Regions from separate parts of the Gossypium arboreum genome. Here all the other regions are linked to region 2. A link is a contact called in public Hi-C data. All regions are on one chromosome and are shown on one strand. The core of a region is the stretch at or near the end of the contact, and the rest is flanking DNA. Distances in the headings are between cores, read along the strand shown. Region 1 holds the start of LOC108460060 (subtilisin inhibitor-like). Region 2 holds the start of LOC108459295 (putative cyclin-D7-1). Region 3 holds the start of LOC108459792 (L-type lectin-domain containing receptor kinase IV.1).

The links. Hi-C and Micro-C count contacts between places; a contact is called where the count stands out from the background.
Region 1: a Hi-C map of leaf shows a contact between it and region 2, with 4 times the contacts expected there. The contact joins the promoter of LOC108460060 here to the promoter of LOC108459295 in region 2. A contact is called at or near these places in 2 of 5 Hi-C or Micro-C datasets (both in leaf).
Region 3: a contact with region 2 is called in a Hi-C map of leaf, with 2.3 times the contacts expected there. The contact joins the promoter of LOC108459792 here to the promoter of LOC108459295 in region 2. A contact is called at or near these places in 2 of 5 Hi-C or Micro-C datasets (both in leaf).

The regions. Positions count from the first base shown.
Region 1 is chr4:106,062,430-106,065,372 of ASM2569848v2, forward strand. It overlaps LOC108460060 (subtilisin inhibitor-like), which reads left to right and starts at 1,520. Exons shown (of 2, transcript XM_017759439.2): 1 at 1,520-1,764; 2 at 1,862-2,240. The coding sequence starts at 1,689. The coding sequence ends at 2,091.
Region 2 is chr4:105,870,304-105,873,317 of ASM2569848v2, forward strand. LOC108459295 (putative cyclin-D7-1) reads right to left here and starts at 1,484. Exons shown (of 6, transcript XM_017758641.2): 1 at 1,000-1,484; 2 at 798-884; 3 at 561-659; 4 at 240-447; 5 at 11-144. The coding sequence starts at 1,293. It overlaps LOC108459395, which reads right to left. Exons shown (of 8, transcript XM_017758758.2): 8 at 2,940-3,014.
Region 3 is chr4:106,006,814-106,009,598 of ASM2569848v2, forward strand. It overlaps LOC108459792 (L-type lectin-domain containing receptor kinase IV.1), which reads right to left and starts at 1,269. Exons shown (of 1, transcript XM_017759195.2): 1 at 1-1,269. The coding sequence starts at 1,090.

The DNA.
Region 1 (2,943 bases), core at 270-2,769, 190 kb after region 2:
CCAATGATGTCGACTATTGCATTAAATTGATCAATTGTATGTTTGCATGTGTTAAATTGATGTGCTTACATGTTTTATTTTGACAACCTAAAGCGTGCATCTAGGCTAGGGAGAATGGAGACTAACCTTAGTTGGGAATAGATTGATTTACCCTAAAGCCTAAACTCTTTAACTTTTTCGAGTGTCATTAAGTCAAGAAATCCATCATAGGCTGAATTTATAGGCAAGAACTATGGTTAAATGGAGAACCTTATGATCGGGGGTAAGTTGAGAGACTAGAATGACCTAGGGCTAGTGATCTTACAAGGATTTAATTTAGCATTTCGTTCCATAGTCATTAGGTGAATCAATCTACAATTACTTAAGCTTGTTGGTGAAGTTATTAGTTGAGAGTTGATTTTAGCTTTTAGTATTTTAATGCTTAATGTAAACATAATGGAAATGTTAATCGGCTAGGTTGATAACTCTCAATTCGATTAGATTGGTAATTTACTTCAGTAATGCTCGAGTGTTCGAATTTAGCAAAGGATTTAGCCAATAATTCTCCCCAAGGGTACAATTCTTCCCAAGGGTACAATTCTTAGAGTACTTGTTAAGTATTTCATTGTAAGAAAACTATAATATAATTTAATATTGTAGGTTTGTGATTAAATCTCAATCATCAATTTTATATACTTTTATTATAAGCGGAACGAAAAGGTCGGATGTGTAATGTTAAAGACAATTACAATCTCCATGAATATTGGATGCATCCATTCTTGTCCTGCTTCGCTTCAGTTTAATTTTTACTAGTTATTTCTACTATTTTCAATTTTTTAAAGAAAAATAAATATTTGACCATAATTTTTTTTAAATATTTTAACTTGAAATATCTGAGGTTTTCTTATAACACTTTTTTTACATTTTTATCTTGTTCATTGTTATATATATATATATGACAAAATGATAGTTTTATATAGTAGGGCAGGATAAACAATTGTTATAACTACTCCATATCCATTGTCCAAAAAAATTTATTGCATATCATGTCACATCCATTTTTCCAAAAAATAAAAGGATTAGTTCAAAATTTATTGGTTGTTTCAAATTTTGTTATCCTTAGCTTCAAATTTTGTCATTTCAACTAAAGTCTTATTTGTGTTTGAAGTAATTTTTTTATAAATATATTTTTACATAATTTTTTTCATCTACATTGTGAGTATTTCATAATCCAATTAAATTTAGTTGCATAATTGACCCAGAGAGATCAAACTGTCGGGCCAGTCCAATGTGGATGTGCTGATTAGACGGGCCATAGTTTCATGAACATTTTGATATCAAATTATTTTGGGCCTAGCGGATGTGGTGTTTAAACAAGCCTTTCATGAAGATTTAACATTCTTGTGAAGGTTCATACTTTTGGGCCACTGACCATCGTCCCTGCATTTCAAGCCTAATAAAATTTTCAATTTCACAAGAGAGTCAACATTAACAAGCCGGCCTTATTCCTAGCAGGACGAGTGACATTCTTGTCGTGCACCGCATAGTAATAATCAAATTCTATGCCCGCCATATGAAGGAGTTGTCAGGAAAACTCTCCATGTGGCAAAACCAAATATTGAACTTTGATAAAATCAATCAAGAAGAGGACATTTAAACAAGAACCCCCCCGTCCCTTCATAAGTCACCAAATATACCATTGCTTTTCCATGGCTGAGAAGCAGCAAACTGAACCCTCTGACAAACAACCTGGTGAATTAACAGACTCAGCGCCGGTTTTACCAAGTAAGTTGGTCGCCTCCCATCGTCTCAGATCATTCAAATTATTTGAGTTATAATTTGATAGTTAGTGGTAGACTCATTTATAGGATGTTAAATGCAGGAACTTATGGGACATTGCTTGGACCAAGCACTGCTCCGAAAATGGAATGGCCTGAGTTAGTAGGCCTTACCCCTGAGGAAGCAGAGAGAAAGATCAAGGAAGACATGCCAAGAGTCCAGATTCAGGTGGTCCAAGCTAATTGCTTTGTTACCATGGATTTCAACCATGGAAGGGTTCGATTATATCTTGACCCTTCAGGAAAAGTTGAAAGGCCTCCAAGAATTGGCTAAATCTAACTTGTTTGCTTTCGAGAATAATATTACAACGTCATAGTTGTTAAGACATCATTAGAATCACAGGTAAACAATGAGCAAAACTTTTGCATGAACGTATGTAATAAAACTTGGAACTTTCATTTGGAGTTGAATAGTTGAAATCAGATGATTCTCTTGTTATGGGGTAGGAAAGTCAGAAAATTCAACTGGATGATGGTCATAATAGAAAATAGATGAAGCAAGATAGAAGTGGTCCCCCGAGATATTGTTTTAGCATCTTATATCAATGTAGTGAAGTACTGAAGTATGGACAGCATTCAATCACCTTTTTCTTCTTCATCCATAAAAGAAAAGGAAACCGTCAAATGTCTTCTCCCCTTTTGCTTATTTTAGCCATGGGTTTGGTGTTGGTGGTTCATTTGGTGTGTCTTGGTTTTGTCTGATATCTATCTGTGGTGATCTTGAGTCTTGTTCTTTGGGTATTTTTGTTTGCCTATTAAAATGTCAAACTCCCACTGCGCCACTAGGCCACTATTAGAAGATTCCAACTGTAACAACCCCACTATTTCCATGGCCTCTTTCAATCATAAATATACAATTGATATCAAGAGGGTAGAGTTAGCACATGGTCATGACCCTAACATTGGTCTTCTGTTTTGTTTTTTTCTCTCCTAAGCCCAATATTTGAAGTACTGTTCCATATGTTTAGCCAATGAATGGCAAGTCTGCGCAGTTTTAATTAATACTCATTTCAATCTCAGGCTTATGAAGTTCCGTATTACCTTTAAATCTTCGTGAATTTGCAGTCCAGTTTCTAATTACGAATTCCAACATTTTTATGGAACTTACTTTCTTCCCAAAATAAGG
Region 2 (3,014 bases), core at 234-2,733:
ATATTTTTACCTCGTGATCTTGGTTTATTAGCTTCAAAATTTTGGTGAGATGGGCATTATATGATGATGGAACTAACTCTTCTAGACTGCACCATAAAGCAGATACTGCAACAACGCTAGGTGGATATGGCACCAACTCGAAATCTGCACCATGACAATTACACAAGTTACAACAACCAAGGTTCATTCGATTTACTTTGATTTCAATCTCTTCTTGAAAATATATATATGCGTATTACCCAATATAGCTTTGACAAGTGTCCTATTAACTTGGTTGATTAACTCCTTGTGAAGGTTATAATTGATATCACAGATATAATTTGATGTAATCAGCTCTATATAGGAATAGGATGTTGTAGAACCAAGACGCCATTTTAAAGCCTGTAACACCATCAGTTCCATCTGCTGGATTGTGCTCGGTTGAAAACAATGCTCCAAGTCTTCCATCTTCAATCAAAACATTAACTTCCAACTGGTTAGTATCAAATTTTTTGAGAAACATTGATACATATATGATTCAGTAGTTTTTGTCGTCATCAGACAAAATTAATTGCATTCACCTGAAGTTCATCCAAGGAAGGGAGGGAAGTCTCGTTGAACTTGGCGGCAATGGATAAACATGCAACGGATAGCAACTCCATCATCCAATGCTTCCATCCCTGAATTATGCATGTTACGAATAAAAAAGTAGATGATTTAATTCTTAAAACTACAAATTGTAGTTGAGACTTGAAAGATAAAATGGCAAGCTATCAGAAGAAGGAAAAAGAAAAATCCACAATTTAAATGTTCCTTACATGGCACTGACTCATTGATAGGAAACGATCTAGGTAATTTACCGCATTGAAAACGGTTCCAATAGACAGATTTAACCGAGTACAAGTCTGAAAGAAAAACATCAAATGAGAGAAAACAGACCGAAATTTATTATAAAACCATTTCGTATTAGCGGCCATCTAAGAGAAAATGTAAGGACATTGATGAGGAAAGAAATTGAACCTTAATAAGCCACTGAACCGCTCTAAACCTAGCAAACACCAAATTTTTAGATTGGAGATAATCTAGATATCCAGCTTCAGGCATGTAACTAAGCTCTTTCTTCAGGCATATTACAAGAGCCTGCTCCGAGTCTTCCTTTGTCGTATAAAATAAATCTGCATAGCCATAGCCCTTCCAAATGTAATGTTCACTTTCATGGCTGAGGTCTGGAGTTCCAGGACTCGAAAGCCAAACCTCATCACAAAGCAAATTCTCCATTGCAATTCTGCTTTCTGATTTCGAGAAAGAACTCATATAGAAAGGTACGTAGAAGTTTAAAAATTTTCAATGATAATGTCACATAGGAGATGGTCTGACATGATAGTCACCTTGTACTGTACGTTCAACTTTGGTACAACGAAAGAGAAAGCAACAGAAACGACATAGCCTGAGAGGGTTAAGTAATGGGTTTAGCCGTATAGAGCAGTTATAATTATCAAGTTTTTTTTCCCAAGGGGTAGTGGGGTAGTTGGATGGGGAAATGGGGGAGTGATAGAAGACATAAAAGGGGGGAGACCTCCCTCATGAAGTGGGGTAAATGCGGTTGCGATATTTGGTTTTTTGACTGTGCAGTAACCAATTGCGTGAACGCACGAGGATGGTTGAGCTGGTTTCATAAATGTGCAGCCCCTCAACGTTGGAAAAGAAACCCTCGATTTTTATTTGGGTAAACTAGCCAGGAATTCACTTAGCTTTCATAAGTTTTCTTTGGTATTGAAAAATAAAAATTTTATTTTAAGCATTGTTGTTAAAAATTATATTTATTTTAGGTATTTTTATTAAAAATAATTTTGATTTTAATTATATGTCGTTGATTTTTATTTTTACATGGAATTGAGTTATTTAGATGCATTAACTTAAATTCAAGTAAAAACTCAAGTTTTCTCCTTTAAAAATCGAGGTAATTAACCGAAATTCAAATTTTTCCTTGTTACTCAAAAACTAAATTTAGAATGAAAATGAAAATAGAATAATTTTTCCTATAAATATCTTGTAAAACCCCAAAAGTTTTCCTTTTATTAAAAAATTAAAATTAATTCTAAAAATAAAGTGAATTAAATTAAGAAAATGGTTTTCCTTAAAATACCCAATTTTTCCTATAAAAATCTAAGCAATTACTATAAAATTTCAAGTTTTCCCTTAATTTAAAAAAAAAGAAAAGAATAAAGGAAATTAAAATATAAAATTAATTTTCCATTTAAAATTAGGTTTTCATTGTAAAACCCATGTTTTTTCTTATAAATCCTAGGTATTTTGTCTTATACTAAAAAATTGTCTTATACTAAAAAAACTAAAATTAATTATAAAAGAAAAATAAAATAAGTAGTTAAAACAAAAACTTATTAAAACTGAATAACTAAAATGAATGTATAATAATATTAAATTAACGGTGAGTGACCAAAATAGAAACGGTTTTTAATGAAAGTGTCTTAAATGAAAATGATTTTTAACAAAAATGCCTAAAATGAAAACTTGTGAAAGTTGAGTGACCAACTATCAAATTTACCTTTTTTATTATAATCAGATAGTTTGAGGCTGTAAGGAGAGGTGTAGGTGGGGCTCGCTTCACGTTGGGTTCGTCAGTTGTGCGTGGGGCCTCGTTTTCAACTCAATGGATCATAAGGCCGCAGTAACTGCTCATTGTGCAGCCAACTAATCAGGGCAGAAACTGACTATTTTTATGCCATGGAACAGCAAAAATATCTGCCCATGCGTACTGAAAATTTATATACCATTTTATCCATCCTGATTTATTCCCCTCTTTTATTCTTTTTCTCTTACTGGGCTAACAAAATTTCGGAGGACTATTAGGTTAGTGCTCTTTAAAGTTATTTGACTATAAGCTATGGTTTTGATAATAAAAGTCAGATGAGATTAACAAAGTTTGATTACACACCCTATTGTTTACCAGCAACTTCCAAGCATTCAACGATATAGAACTCATGAAAGAGAACACATACAGCTCAATTCGATAA
Region 3 (2,785 bases), core at 19-2,518, 140 kb after region 2:
GAACTCCTCTATAGACTTTTCCAAAGCCACCAGAACCCAATAGCTCCTTGTCTTTGAATCCTTTTGTAGCAACATACAGATCTTTAAACTTGAATCTATGAGGCCCATACTCAAGCTCCCAATCTTCAACAACTTCAGCAAATTTCCTCTTCCTCCTCATGAAATAAACTACACCTGAAACTGCTGCCAAAATCACACTCACTGAAATCAAAGGCAACCCGATTGTCAAAAGCCTTGATATTTTCTTCGGTCCTACAGGAGGAAGCTTTGGAAGCTGAGACAGGGTAAGCTCTCGCGCCTGACCATTCATCTTAAAGCTCCAACCCAAGACATAATGAGATGTGAGAACAGAGCCAGTTGAGGATGAAAAACCAACATACATCCCATTGTTAACTATTGAAGAAAGATCAAGAGGCAAAGATAAAAGTGGAGTCTTGGGTTTAGAAAGTCTAAATGGAGCTAAAGTAACATCCATTCGCTTCTCGAGACCATGATATTCAACCCAAACTTGTATCCTTTGCCCAATCAGGCTAAGGTTTCTAAACTGACGGCTTCCATCCTCGTGATATCCTGCTGGAAAAGATAAATTAGACTTTAACCCGTTTATATCAATCCCAACGTGATTGTCATTGATGTCATCAAACTGGGGACTTAGTAGCGTATCGAATTCTACAGCAACAACGTGGTTTCTACCGTCGCCATTGTTGGACTTGTTGAAGAGTCCGAGATATTGGCCTGGATCAGCTCCGGGGAGGCCCCTGGTTGGTGAAACCACGAAAGCCATTCCGTGTGCGCTGACAGTTGGGTATTGAGGGATAATAGCGAAGACAAAGATGGTAGAGAAGGAAGAAACTGAACGGCTGGTTGAGTTGTTGAAGTTTACAAGGTGAGGATAGAAAGCATGTCCTTGTTGTCTTTCGGCTTCATTGGTGAGTTTTAGGAGTCCATTGGAAGTGAGCACTGCGATGCCATCAAGGCTTAGATTAGCCGACCGGAATCCGTTGTAGATGAAACCAAAATCATCTCTGGCTGCTAAGCTTACCAGAAGAGTTAGCAGAATTGCTAATCTGAAAGTGAAACACATTGCCATAGTCGCGGTTTACTTTGCTTCTCTTTCGGTTCTGTCTTTGGTTCTCTAATCTTTGACCTTTATTTATTTATGGATTACGTTATGGTGCTTGAGATCAGTATGAAAGTCCATAGAATCTCTACCATGAAATAGATTTGATTTTTATGACAGATTAATTATGGTTAAAATCCCTGCTGAAAATTGAGATTTAATGTTGTATTTTATTTTGGAATAATTTGATCATCTTTTATAATATTATTTGAAGGTTGATATTATTGGTTGTTACATGAGTCAATAATAAATTTAAAATGATTAAGATTATTCGAAAATTTATTTATGCTACCACTTTAACAGAATCTAACAATTTTGATAAGAATTGAGGCCCTAAAACCATAGTAAGGTTAAATAGTTGTCATCCTTTATTCAACTTACAGAATCTAATATAGAATAGCTAGGTTTTTATTTTTATTTAAAAAAAAAGAAGAAGAAGGAATTTTACCTTTGTTGGCTTAATTATAGTTAAATGTAAAATTACTATTGGATTTTTTAAATGGTTTAATTTCATGGAAAATGATTGTATGAAACAGTGACGTTACGTCATCCATATCCCTTTCCAATAGTTTTATGCCACATCAGTATTCTTATCTTAAATTTTAGGATTTTATCCTGAATTTTAGTATTTTAATTTGGATTTAATTTTTTCCAGGATAAAATCCTGAAATTCAGGATAACAGTACTGATGTGATATAAAACTATTGAAAAGAGATATAAATGATGTGGCGTCACTGTTTCATATAATCTTTTCTCTAATTTCATTAAAGGGGTAGTGCATGATAAATAATATTTGAAGGAGTAAATGATTACATGCTAAAAATAATTTCAGCAAATCTTGCATTAAGAAAATATTTTCAACCTTTTTTTGTTTAAAATAAAAGGTAAGAAAAATGGACCGATTGCCCATAATTTTTTTTTAAATTTGAGTAAATCACAACTAATATTTTTAATCGAATTAATTAAATTTTTAATTCAATTAATCAAACTAAAATTTATATTTATATTTTTTCTTTTGTTAAAACAAGTATAAAATATGTGAAAAATAAATTAATAATGTTCATTTGACTGAATTAATCGAATTAGTAATAGCTTAATATATATAATATATAATATTATTTATTAAGTTCGCTAATTTGATTAATTACCTAATTCGAATCGAATTAACCATTAACCGAAATTCAAAAAAAATTTAACCGACTATCGACCGAATTAGATCGATTAATCGACTGATTAATCAAATTAGATTAATTCGTGAATATAGAGATGTTTTGAGAGGTGTTAAAAATTTATAAAATGTAATATTTAATAAATTTTAAAATAAGTATCACATGCAATATGCATTATATCAGAATTGGTGTTAATAAAAAACCTGAGTTATTTATTAATTTTACGGATTTATCTTTGATTTAATAAAAGTGATTATGATTTTAAAAAAATTAATTACACTTTTAATAAGCATCTAACAATTAATTAGAATATATATATATATATATATAAAATTGAAGCCAACAAATTCACAGATAAAATATCTTAGTATAGTACAAATGTAAAAAATACAAATAAAATTTTAATTTGTATAAAATAGTGGTTAAAACTGTTGTTAGATTTTTAATTAGTGAGTTGAAATCATGTTACGTTATTACTTATCTTGATACTGTATGA